2 separate regions of the Mus musculus genome follow, and region 1 is linked to region 2. The links are chromatin contacts, called in public HiChIP or PLAC-seq maps. All regions are on one chromosome and are shown on one strand. The core of a region is the stretch at or near the end of the contact, and the rest is flanking DNA. Distances in the headings are between cores, read along the strand shown.

Region 1 (4,838 bases), core at 1,796-4,295, 77 kb after region 2:
GAAGCTGTTACAGTCTCTAAGGACTTGGAAATCAAGTGTGCCAATTTTTGGCCATTGGTCTGTGCTGAGGCCAAGCTGAGGGGTAAAATCTGCATCTGTGGAGGAAGAGGAGGAAGCAGAGGGGATTCCTGTAAGCTCTCAGAGGGAGCTGGGAGCAGGAGCTGTGGAGGAAGAGAGAAAGCAGCTCCACACTTCAGGACTGTAGGTGGGACGGTGGTTCCTAGGGGTAAGAGAGAGAAGCGGCAGTGGATGCATTCAGGAGATCTGGGGAGTTGGTAGTTTCAAGTTCAAGGAGACAAGGAAAAGGGTCCTAGGTTGCCACAGGTAGGATAGTGTCCTTGTGACAAGAATTTCAGCAGGGTATTCCCAAGTGGGATGGAAAACATGTCCTTAATCAGAGGATAGGTGTCCCTCCTCGTGAGAGGAGCTTGCTGCTATGGCTTTGTAGCAATAGTAAACCAAGCAGGCAGCTTGCCGAGCCAGTGGAGGAGACAGGAGAAAGGGGAGGTGTCTGGGTGGACGTGGCAGACTGCGGGAGCCAGAAAAGCATATCCAGGGTGTGGCAGTGCCCAGGTGAGGACAGAGCAGGACAGAGCCCAGAGAGGCATCTAAAATGTAGTCTAATGGTTAGAGCAGGTAGAGGGACGCAGCAGCTAAAAAACTGGACTCTAGACTTTGGAATCACATCTTGTGGGAGGCAGAAGCCTGCAGAAACAATCTGTACATATTTTTGGAGATTCAGGTTAGCAGCTTGGTTTGGAGCCTGGGAGGGAACTCATTCATGCCACTCCGTAGTTCTGCCACCAGATGAATGAAAGTAAGAAATAAAGAGGCAAGGACATGACTGCTGCTGGGGATGGTGGAGGAGAAAGTTTACTGGAGATAAAAGGGAGGGGGAGCATAATCAGAGGAGGAGACATCTGGGCGGGTCCAACGCAAACTCGACCAATGAACAGTGAACCAGGCCATGTGAGCAGAAGGGGAGGGGACAGCGGGGAGTCAGACCAAATGGCCACGAAGGTAAAGAGTGGATGAACAGACCAGGTAACCAAAATGACTGGAACATATAGGGAAGGGCAGCCCAGCCTCTAAGCTGGAAAAGTTTAGGGTAGGGGGCAGGGTATGCTAGTCATACCCTGTAACAATAGGGACTAAGGGATGCTTGGAGAACCTGGTGGACACGTCTGCATTGATGTGTTAAGTACAACTCAGTGTTTGTCCTGGGTATGAGACCTAACTTTTTTTTTGTCTTAATCTTAAAAATATTTGACACTTTTGTATTATACTTTGAAATTTGATTTTAAAAAACATTTACCTTAATATATTCTTTTATTTATGATACTTTATTATGATAAAATATTATACTACATATAATAAATATTTAAAGATTTTATTATTTTATGTATGTGAGTACACTGTCGCTGACACACCAGAAGAGGGCATTGGATCCCATTACAGATGGTTATGAGCCACCTTGTGGTTGCTGGAAATAGAATGCCAATTTCTGGAAGAACAGTCAGTGAGTGTCCAGCCCCATAATATACTTTTTTATTATTGTAAAAGTATTTCTTTTCATTTTCTTGAGACATGGCCCGAGTTCTTTCCTAGCACTTCATAAAACTAGGCAAGGTGGCACACCACTCTAATTCTTCAACTTGGAAGGTGCTGGGCCTGGTAACACAATGCCTTTAATCTCAGCACTTAGGAGGCAGAGGCAGGAGGATCTATGAGAATTTGAGGTCAGCCTGGTCTACATAGCAAGTCTCAGGACGACAGAGAGAGACCCTGCCTCAGAGCAAAACAAATGTATATGTAGTAGTCTTCCTGCCTTGCCTGGTCTCTTCCCAATTTTTCGACTTGAGATGCTTGAATTTTTTTTACTGTTCTTACTCTTATACAGTTAGTCGGTTCTTTCGGGGAGTATTTGTGCATATCCTAGCAACTATTTCTATATATTCTCCCACTTCCCACGAACACACTTTAAATGTTTTCTTAAGAAAAAATTAAACAGAAGAAAAGTAGAGGAGACTGATGAAGAGCAGAGCTAAGGACCCACCTTGGTCCTTAAGCCTCAACCACTCTCTCTCTCTCCCTCCCTCCCTCTCAAAAAAAGGTCTCCCTAGATAGCCTTGGCTCCTAGATAGCCTCAACTTCATGGAGATCGACCTTTCTCTGCTTCCTGAAAGTTGCGGCTGAAAGTATGTGTGCCACCCTGCCCAGCCTCCAGCTTTCTCTCCCTCCTCCTCTTCCTCCGGTTTTTGGCAGTGTTGGAATTCAAACCCAGAGCTCCTTGCCTACTAGGCAAGCACCCACCACCAGTCTAAAGGTGAAGCAGTAATTTATTTGTTTGGTTGGTTTGGTTTTTTTGAGTCAGGGTTTCTCAAACTCAGAAATCCACCTGCCTCTGCCTCCTCAGTGCTGGGATTAAAGGCATGCACTACCACGCCCAGCTATGAAGCAGTAATTAGTTAACCGTTCCATGTTCCTGATGGGTGGCATTCGTGCACTCGCCCAAGAGCTATCTGGATTCCTGAATGGAACACACACACACACGCACTAGTTAATTTAAATGTGCCTTGACTAGCTTAATGGTTGGGTGTTTCTTTTTTTTTTTTTTTTTTTTTTTTTGGTTTTTCGAGACAGGGTTTCTCTGTATAGCCCTGGCTGTCCTGGAACTCACTTTGTAGACCAGGCTGGCCGTGAACTCAGAAATCCGCCTGCCTCTGCCTCCGGAGTGCTGGGATTAAAGGCGTGTGCCACCACGCCCGGCTGGTTGGGTGTTTCTAAATCCTTCCTGCTGCTTGCAAACACTCCCCTCCGGTACTCCTGAGTTACATCTTTTAAAATCTGTATTTCATCTCTGTTACCCCAAACACAATTGGGGAAGTGGTCCAAGTGGCCACTTTCCCTGATTCTCACGTGTCCGCGGGCCTTTAGGTCTGGTCTTTCTTCCCCATCATGGCGATCTTTGCCGCCTTCCACTCTCCCAGTCCCTAGCCCATGCAAATCCAAAGGTCCCGCCTCAGTCTACCTGCCCAGCCATTGGCTGTTGCCTTTTTATTGATCGACCAAAAGCCAATTGGGGACAAGGACCTTCAGCATTCGGACATGTAGATCCTGATTTTGAGGGCTGGATTAATTCAAAGCAATAGAACAAACCCGCAACGTAAGTGCTCAATTATTTCTTTTTAGGGAGAAAAAAAATACACTGAATCATGTAGCTGTATTCTAAAGGACGCTGCTGGAAACCCTCCTCTCCTGCCTCAACCGGAAGTTGCTAGTTTATTCACCAGCTACTTCCGGGTGCCCCACAGGACTTCCTTCCGTTTCAAGTGAATTCTGGAAGTTCTGGCTTTCTCCATCATCGGTCCCCAATTCAACCCTCACCTTCCTCATCATGGCAGTTTCTGACAGGTTTCTTTGTGTGTCTAGAGTTCACAAACTCAAGTTTAAGGAACTAAGCAGTGCCAGGGAGACTTGAATCTTTCTTTGCATAGTTCTGCAATAAGATAATCCTGAAATACCAAAAAGTCTTTCTCTGTCTCTGTCTCTCTCATATTCTCTCTCTTTCTCTCTCTCTCTCTACATCTCTACATAGCCCTTTGCTAAAAAGTTCAGGTCAGACTGAATTGATATGGGGCTTCAGAAATGCCTTTGCAGTTAAAAGTACTGGCTGCTCTTCCAGAGGACCGGGGTTCAAATCTCAGTACCCACATTGCAGCTCACAACTAACTGCCTATAACTCTAGTTCCAGAGGTCTGACACCCTCACAGAAATATGTACAGGCAAAACACCAATGACTATACCATAAAAATCAAATTTAAAAACAAAACTTAAGCCGGGCGTGGTGGCGCACGTCTTTAATCCCAGCACTTGGGAGGCAGAGGCAGGCGGATTTCTGAGTTCGAGGCCAGCCTGGTCTACAAACTGAGTTCCAGGGCAGCCAGGGCTACACAGAGAAACCCTGTCTCGAAAAGAAAAAAAAAAAAAAAATGCTTTTTATTTTAGCCTCAATATTGCTGGTAGGTAATAAGGAGTGGTGGAAACTGGCAAACTGTATACCCTAGGCTGGTCTCAAACTCTTGGGGGAGCTGAGGATGATCTTGATCTTGATCTTCCTGCTTCTGCTCAAAGGGGCTGGGATTACAAGATCTGCCACTTTGCCTGCTTAGTGCAGTCCTGGAGACTGAACATGTATCATGATTATGAGGGGAGTGCTTTCTAAAGGATCTTTTGCTCCCCCTCAATTTTTGTTTTTATTTTATTAACTTTGTGTATGTGTGTATGTGTGTGTGTGTGTGTGTGTGTGTTTAGACATGTACATGTCATAGCACAAACTCAGAGGTCAAAGGACAACTCCCAGGAGTCACTTTTCTCCCTCCATGCTGGGTTTCAGAATCAAACATCAGGCTTGAATAACAACCACTTTTACCTCACAGACACATTTTGTTGGCCAACGTTAGATGTTACAGGAACAATTCAGGATGTGGCTCAATTTAAGGAAATACAGTCTACCTCACTGGGAAGGCCTGGCATAGAGCCCAGGGCGGTGTGTTGACATCTCAGACCAGGAAGTGAACAGAAGGGAGCTAGAAGGAGGACCATGTCGGAACACTCAAGGCTTGCTTGACCCACTTCCTCCAGCCAGAATCTGAAAGACTCCACTACCTCCCCAAGTGTTCATAAGGTATTTTATGGGAGATATTTTACATCCAGACCAAAGTACAAGATTTGTCTATGTATACCAGGCTAGCCTGGAACCTGCTACCCATGTCCTTCAAGCTCCTGAGTGCTGGGATGAACAGCCTGTGCCACCACAGCCTGCTGTCCTAGGATTC
Region 2 (4,531 bases), core at 1,053-3,552:
CGGGCAATCCAATCTATGCCCAGGAAAAACTCATCTACATCAGGAGCCTAACCTGTTAAACAGGCTTTACAATGAGATACACAGAATCATTTTTTACACTGGCTTGACTGTCTGGCGGAAAAGCACATACACTATCACTAAACTTAGGTATCAGTCCACACCACGAGATAAATGATGCTGAGCCTGCCATAAATGCAAGCAGGAAATGAATGAGAGCAATGGCCTGAACCTGTAGAAAAGCAATACGGTAGATAAAAGCCCCTAAAATGAACACTAGGTGATGATCAAGCCACTAGTCCTGTAAGGATCACATGAAGCACACAGGAACAAGATGCTGAAAAAGGCTCAGACTACAACCAGGCCAGCCCAAGCTGCTGAATGCTAGAGTGTTTCCTCTGATGGGGAGGGGGTCCAGGGCTTGGGCAGGCCACAAGAGGCTTCCAGGCAGCTGGACACACGGCTCTTGAGAGTTGGATACACAGAAGCAGGTAGTCACCCAATGTGCTGTGTGCTTAAGATGTCACTCCCTGCATCTAACCTTAATTATAACACAATCCCTGTTCCTAATGAGACACTGAGCGAGAGCAGCAATGAAACATGAAAACAAGACTTACTGTTTTTCTTTCCTTTTATACTTAGCTGGATATCATAATAATCTTCTCTCCTATCAGAACGGTAGTCTACGTCTTTGCACTGAATATAGGACTGTAAGTAAAGAGAGGCAGCGTCAGCACTGGCTGCCAGTCTGTCAGTCTCCCAAAGCCACTCTTTAAAGCGCATGCTCACATACCACCATTTTGCCTCGGAATAACTTTGGAATGGTGCCCTCTACACAGGTGCCTTTCATCTTATTTTCCACATTATCAAGCAACTGAAAGAGAAGATTTGCGCATTAAAAACAACTTATACTTGAGTAATGCATAGTAATTTAACACTTTACTTGGAAATGCCAACAAAGAATTTCTAGACTATAAATATATTACCTTTGGCATGCAATTATTTAAAAAAAAAACATACAAAATCTTTCTTGGCTGGATTTTGTTGCTTTTACAAAAAATATCTCCATGCAATAGTTGAGGTTAACCTTTTACACAGTCTTTGGGATGAATTAGTAATCTCGAGTGCCTTTAGAAGCATTTTTTTATGTTTATTTTACCTCTGTGGAAAAGCATGTAAATTGATCACTAAACTTAACTCGGAATGGTCCACACCAAGAGATTAATGAGGTTGAGCCTGTCAACAGGATTGACTGGTTTGTCCATGGATATTTAATGAACTGATTCAATCCAGCTAGTGCTGCAAAAAAGAAAACACACCTTGCCCAGCCAATCACCTTGAACATCCATTCCAAGTCTGCGTGAGCACGCTTCTATGTCCTTCCTCAATCCAGGAACGAATGACTAGTGACTAATGGGGACAGGCAACAGCACCACCTCTGTAGTGCCTGCAGCTGCCTAATCAAAGTGAGTTTCCCTTGATTTGTGACTCCTTTGCATATGCTCAGGCAATCAGTGAGAAACCCACTACTCACAGCTACATCTGCTCAACCTTCCCCAGCATCACATCACCTTCTGACTCAGTTTCCCACAGTTCGAAACTAGACGAGCCCTAAACCAGGCATGTTGGTGGGATCCCAGCACTCTTTTAACTCTGGCCTACACATCAGTCCTAAGCCAAGGTAACCTTAGTCTTAGTTGTGAAACTACTTGGTAAAGACCTCTAGCATTGTCTCATTCACTTTGACAACCAAATAGTTGCTGCTTGAAACTTACCACTCGACAAAGCTCTTGAACATCGTGTTGCATGAAGCTATCTAAAGTTTCCCACCTTTCAAAGAGAAAAGGAGTATCGACATTTCAATTTCTGAATTTCAAGGGAGTAAATTAAGATGCAATCTAGACTGCAAACTAAATTCAATTAACCTCTAGCCTCAAATTCAGTAGGTAGTTTTTTTTTTGTATGTAAAGAATATCTTGGGGATTGTCATAATGCAAAGATTAAACTGAATTTTATTAGCAGTCAGTGAAAATTTTAAATTTTTTAAAATCTAAAAGGTGGTAACTACAAGTCACATACACTTCAATGCAAGACACGCCCCTTTGTCAAAAAGCAAAGTGGTGAAATCTTTCAGGAAAAACTCTAACACAAAGCCTTACTTCCAAAGAGGGAAAGGATAGAAGCCCTGGGGCCAGCCCTGAGCCTGCCTGAGCCAGATGCCGGTCTCTCCTGTCTCCACTCTGTCCCTTACACAGAAAGCAGAATGGAGGCGGATTGCTGATACATACCCAAATGACTTTGTGAGCTTTTTTGTTCCTACGGGCTTATCGCTGTGCTGTAATTCATAGAACACTCTTTGTAATGCTAAAGGGACGCTTTTAGATGAATCATCGCCCTCTGTTGGCATCATGTACACAGCCTAAAAGAATTGATTTAGAAGTGTTTAATTTTAGGTAAAAGTATCATTTCTAATATCATAAGGAGTAAAGCAATTTGCTAGGGGCTCAAGTTTGTAAAACCATCAAATGTCTGTAGAGACAATTTAGAAAAAACTTAAGTCACCTACAGCTCCCCCTGCACTCACTCCCTGGGGTGTGCACATTTAACCCTGCCAGTGTCTAGGCACCAGAGAGGATGAAATGCAGATGGCACTCAAGCTACCACTCTGCGAGCTTCCACCTCAAGAGCAGCTGTCGCAGAAGCGAGCAGATGAGACACACATACAAGTACCTTCTCTGTCCTACTCCATACTGTCTGCAGTCAGAAAAGCACCACCCTCCATCATTAGCCTCAAACTGCTTATTATGAAGCCGAGGCAGGAGGACCACAAAGACTACTAAGTGACTAAAGCCAGTCTAGAAGCATGTGTAGACACCTCCTCTCCCGAACATTATGAAGAGGGTGTGGAGCTGGCTGTGGTGCCACCTATCTTTAATCCCAGCACTCCACATTAACCAGGCAGGCAGATCTGGTTAATGTGGAGTGATCTCTGGCCAGCCTGTCAGCTACAAGAGAGCCAGTACTACACAGACTCTAAATAAGGTCAGAGGGAGCCTGGGAATAAATATACTTTAAAGGTAGAAACATTAGCCCTAAAATCAATTAATTGTTATCATTATGGTGTTTCTATTTTTAAATTTGATCACATCAATTAGCTCCAAGACCAGGTGGTCCCCACCACCACCAGAGACTAAAGGCATCCTGGCAAGGCCTCCCTGCAGAGAAAAGGGCTGCTGTCTGGGGAGGTAAGAGAGTATCTGCTGGGCCTTTAACATACCTTGCAGAAGAGAAGGCAGAAAGCTGCTGAAAGGAATACTATTCATTTACCTTTCGTAACTGATTTGTGAAAAACAAGGTCTGCAGCAAGCTATTCATGTAACACGTTGCTCCCTGATTCTTTAAGCCGACATAGCCAGTATGCTTCTTTGAGTCCCACCTGAAAGACAGTCCAAGTTTGAAGGTCCACTGCCAGGGATACCTGGCTTCTACAATATATAGGGCTCAGTTGGCCATTCGCCCTGGCACCTGTACAGCTGATCCATCACATGTCATCTTCTGCTATCTAGCATGCTGACAAAGAAACACTGACCATTCCTCTAGGCACAACACTAGGAACTGAGGCCTCGCTCACACTACACGGATCTTTCACTGCCATAGACACTCACACTCAATTTCAGCGTTCACCTAACAGTCTCCTAACAGTTCTCAGCACCACTGTCATTTATAAAGGTCAGCACTCAAGACACCGGGGGCTACCTTTTACATCAAATGTGACTACAGATCGATGATCGATCTCAATCTCTCTCTCTCTCTCTCTCTCTCTCTCTCTGTCTGTCTGTCTGTCTCTCTCTCTCTCACACACACACACCCCAAAAATATGAATGCCTAATGTGTATAAGACGTGGCAGACAACCCCATCACCAAATCTATAGAAATACATTTATGCAGAAGACAGGAATGTAGATTTTCAGGTTTTAGAATGCATTTTTAAACCTCAAGGGCAGCAACTCTTTGTTATGCTGAATGGCTACTTAAAATGGTAGTCTAAGCTGTGTCCCAGATATTTTCAACCCATGTGACCACCCAGCAGAGAGAAATCTACTGCTAAACAGAAAACTACTACTTCTTCCCAGCAAACTTCTGATCCGGCTACATATCTAGCATGCTGACAAAGGAACACTGACAACACCAGAGAGGACGAGTGACTGCAGTCCCAGGGCCTGGCCAAGAGCCCAGAGTTGAGCCTCACACCTACAAAGGGACCTACCTGTCAGTAGTCCCCAGTACATTTCCTGTGACAGGTTTTCATACCTGTGCAGTCTTCAAAATAAAAGCAAACAGCCACACACATGAAGGCCCTGGTTTCTTTATAGATAACACTGTGACTGGAAAACCAGTGCTGGCTGGTAGAAAACCCACTGGTAAGGGTATAAAGTAGGTAACTATGATGTTGAGTATAGGGGCAAACTCAAGACGGTTAGCATCTCTTAGGCATATTCTCGTGTGTCACAGAACAGTACAGGAGAACCTAACT

What was found. HiChIP or PLAC-seq counts read pairs in DNA pulled down with a chosen protein or histone mark.
Region 1: an H3K27ac HiChIP or PLAC-seq map of embryonic stem cells shows a contact between it and region 2, with 9 read pairs. The contact joins two enhancer-like sites. A contact is called at or near these places in 13 of 39 promoter capture datasets (the 3T3-L1 cell line, 3T3-L1-derived adipocytes, the C10 cell line and 7 more), 11 of 484 Hi-C or Micro-C datasets (the C2C12 cell line, CD4 single positive thymocytes, DN3 thymocytes and 6 more), 5 of 115 datasets of contacts at active chromatin or transcription factors (embryonic stem cells and pancreatic cancer cells) and 3 of 9 other capture datasets (adipose tissue, liver and pancreatic islet).

The regions. Positions count from the first base shown.
Region 1 is chr16:8,780,411-8,785,248 of GRCm38.p6, forward strand. No RefSeq gene overlaps it. Among named protein-coding and RNA genes, the nearest start is that of Gm25805, 17 kb to the left of the region's middle. Within about 2 kb of position 3,046, at least 56 of the 459 cell types and tissues checked have an H3K27ac peak or open chromatin away from gene starts, as enhancers often do. A contact at or near this core is called in embryonic stem cells, where this site is marked.
Region 2 is chr16:8,704,314-8,708,844 of GRCm38.p6, forward strand. Usp7 (ubiquitin specific peptidase 7) reads right to left here. Exons shown (of 31, transcript NM_001003918.2): 6 at 3,325-3,433; 7 at 2,286-2,416; 8 at 1,773-1,827; 9 at 791-871; 10 at 615-705. Among named protein-coding and RNA genes, the nearest start is that of Gm5767, 26 kb to the left of the region's middle. Within about 2 kb of position 2,303, at least 7 of the 459 cell types and tissues checked have an H3K27ac peak or open chromatin away from gene starts, as enhancers often do. A contact at or near this core is called in embryonic stem cells, where this site is marked.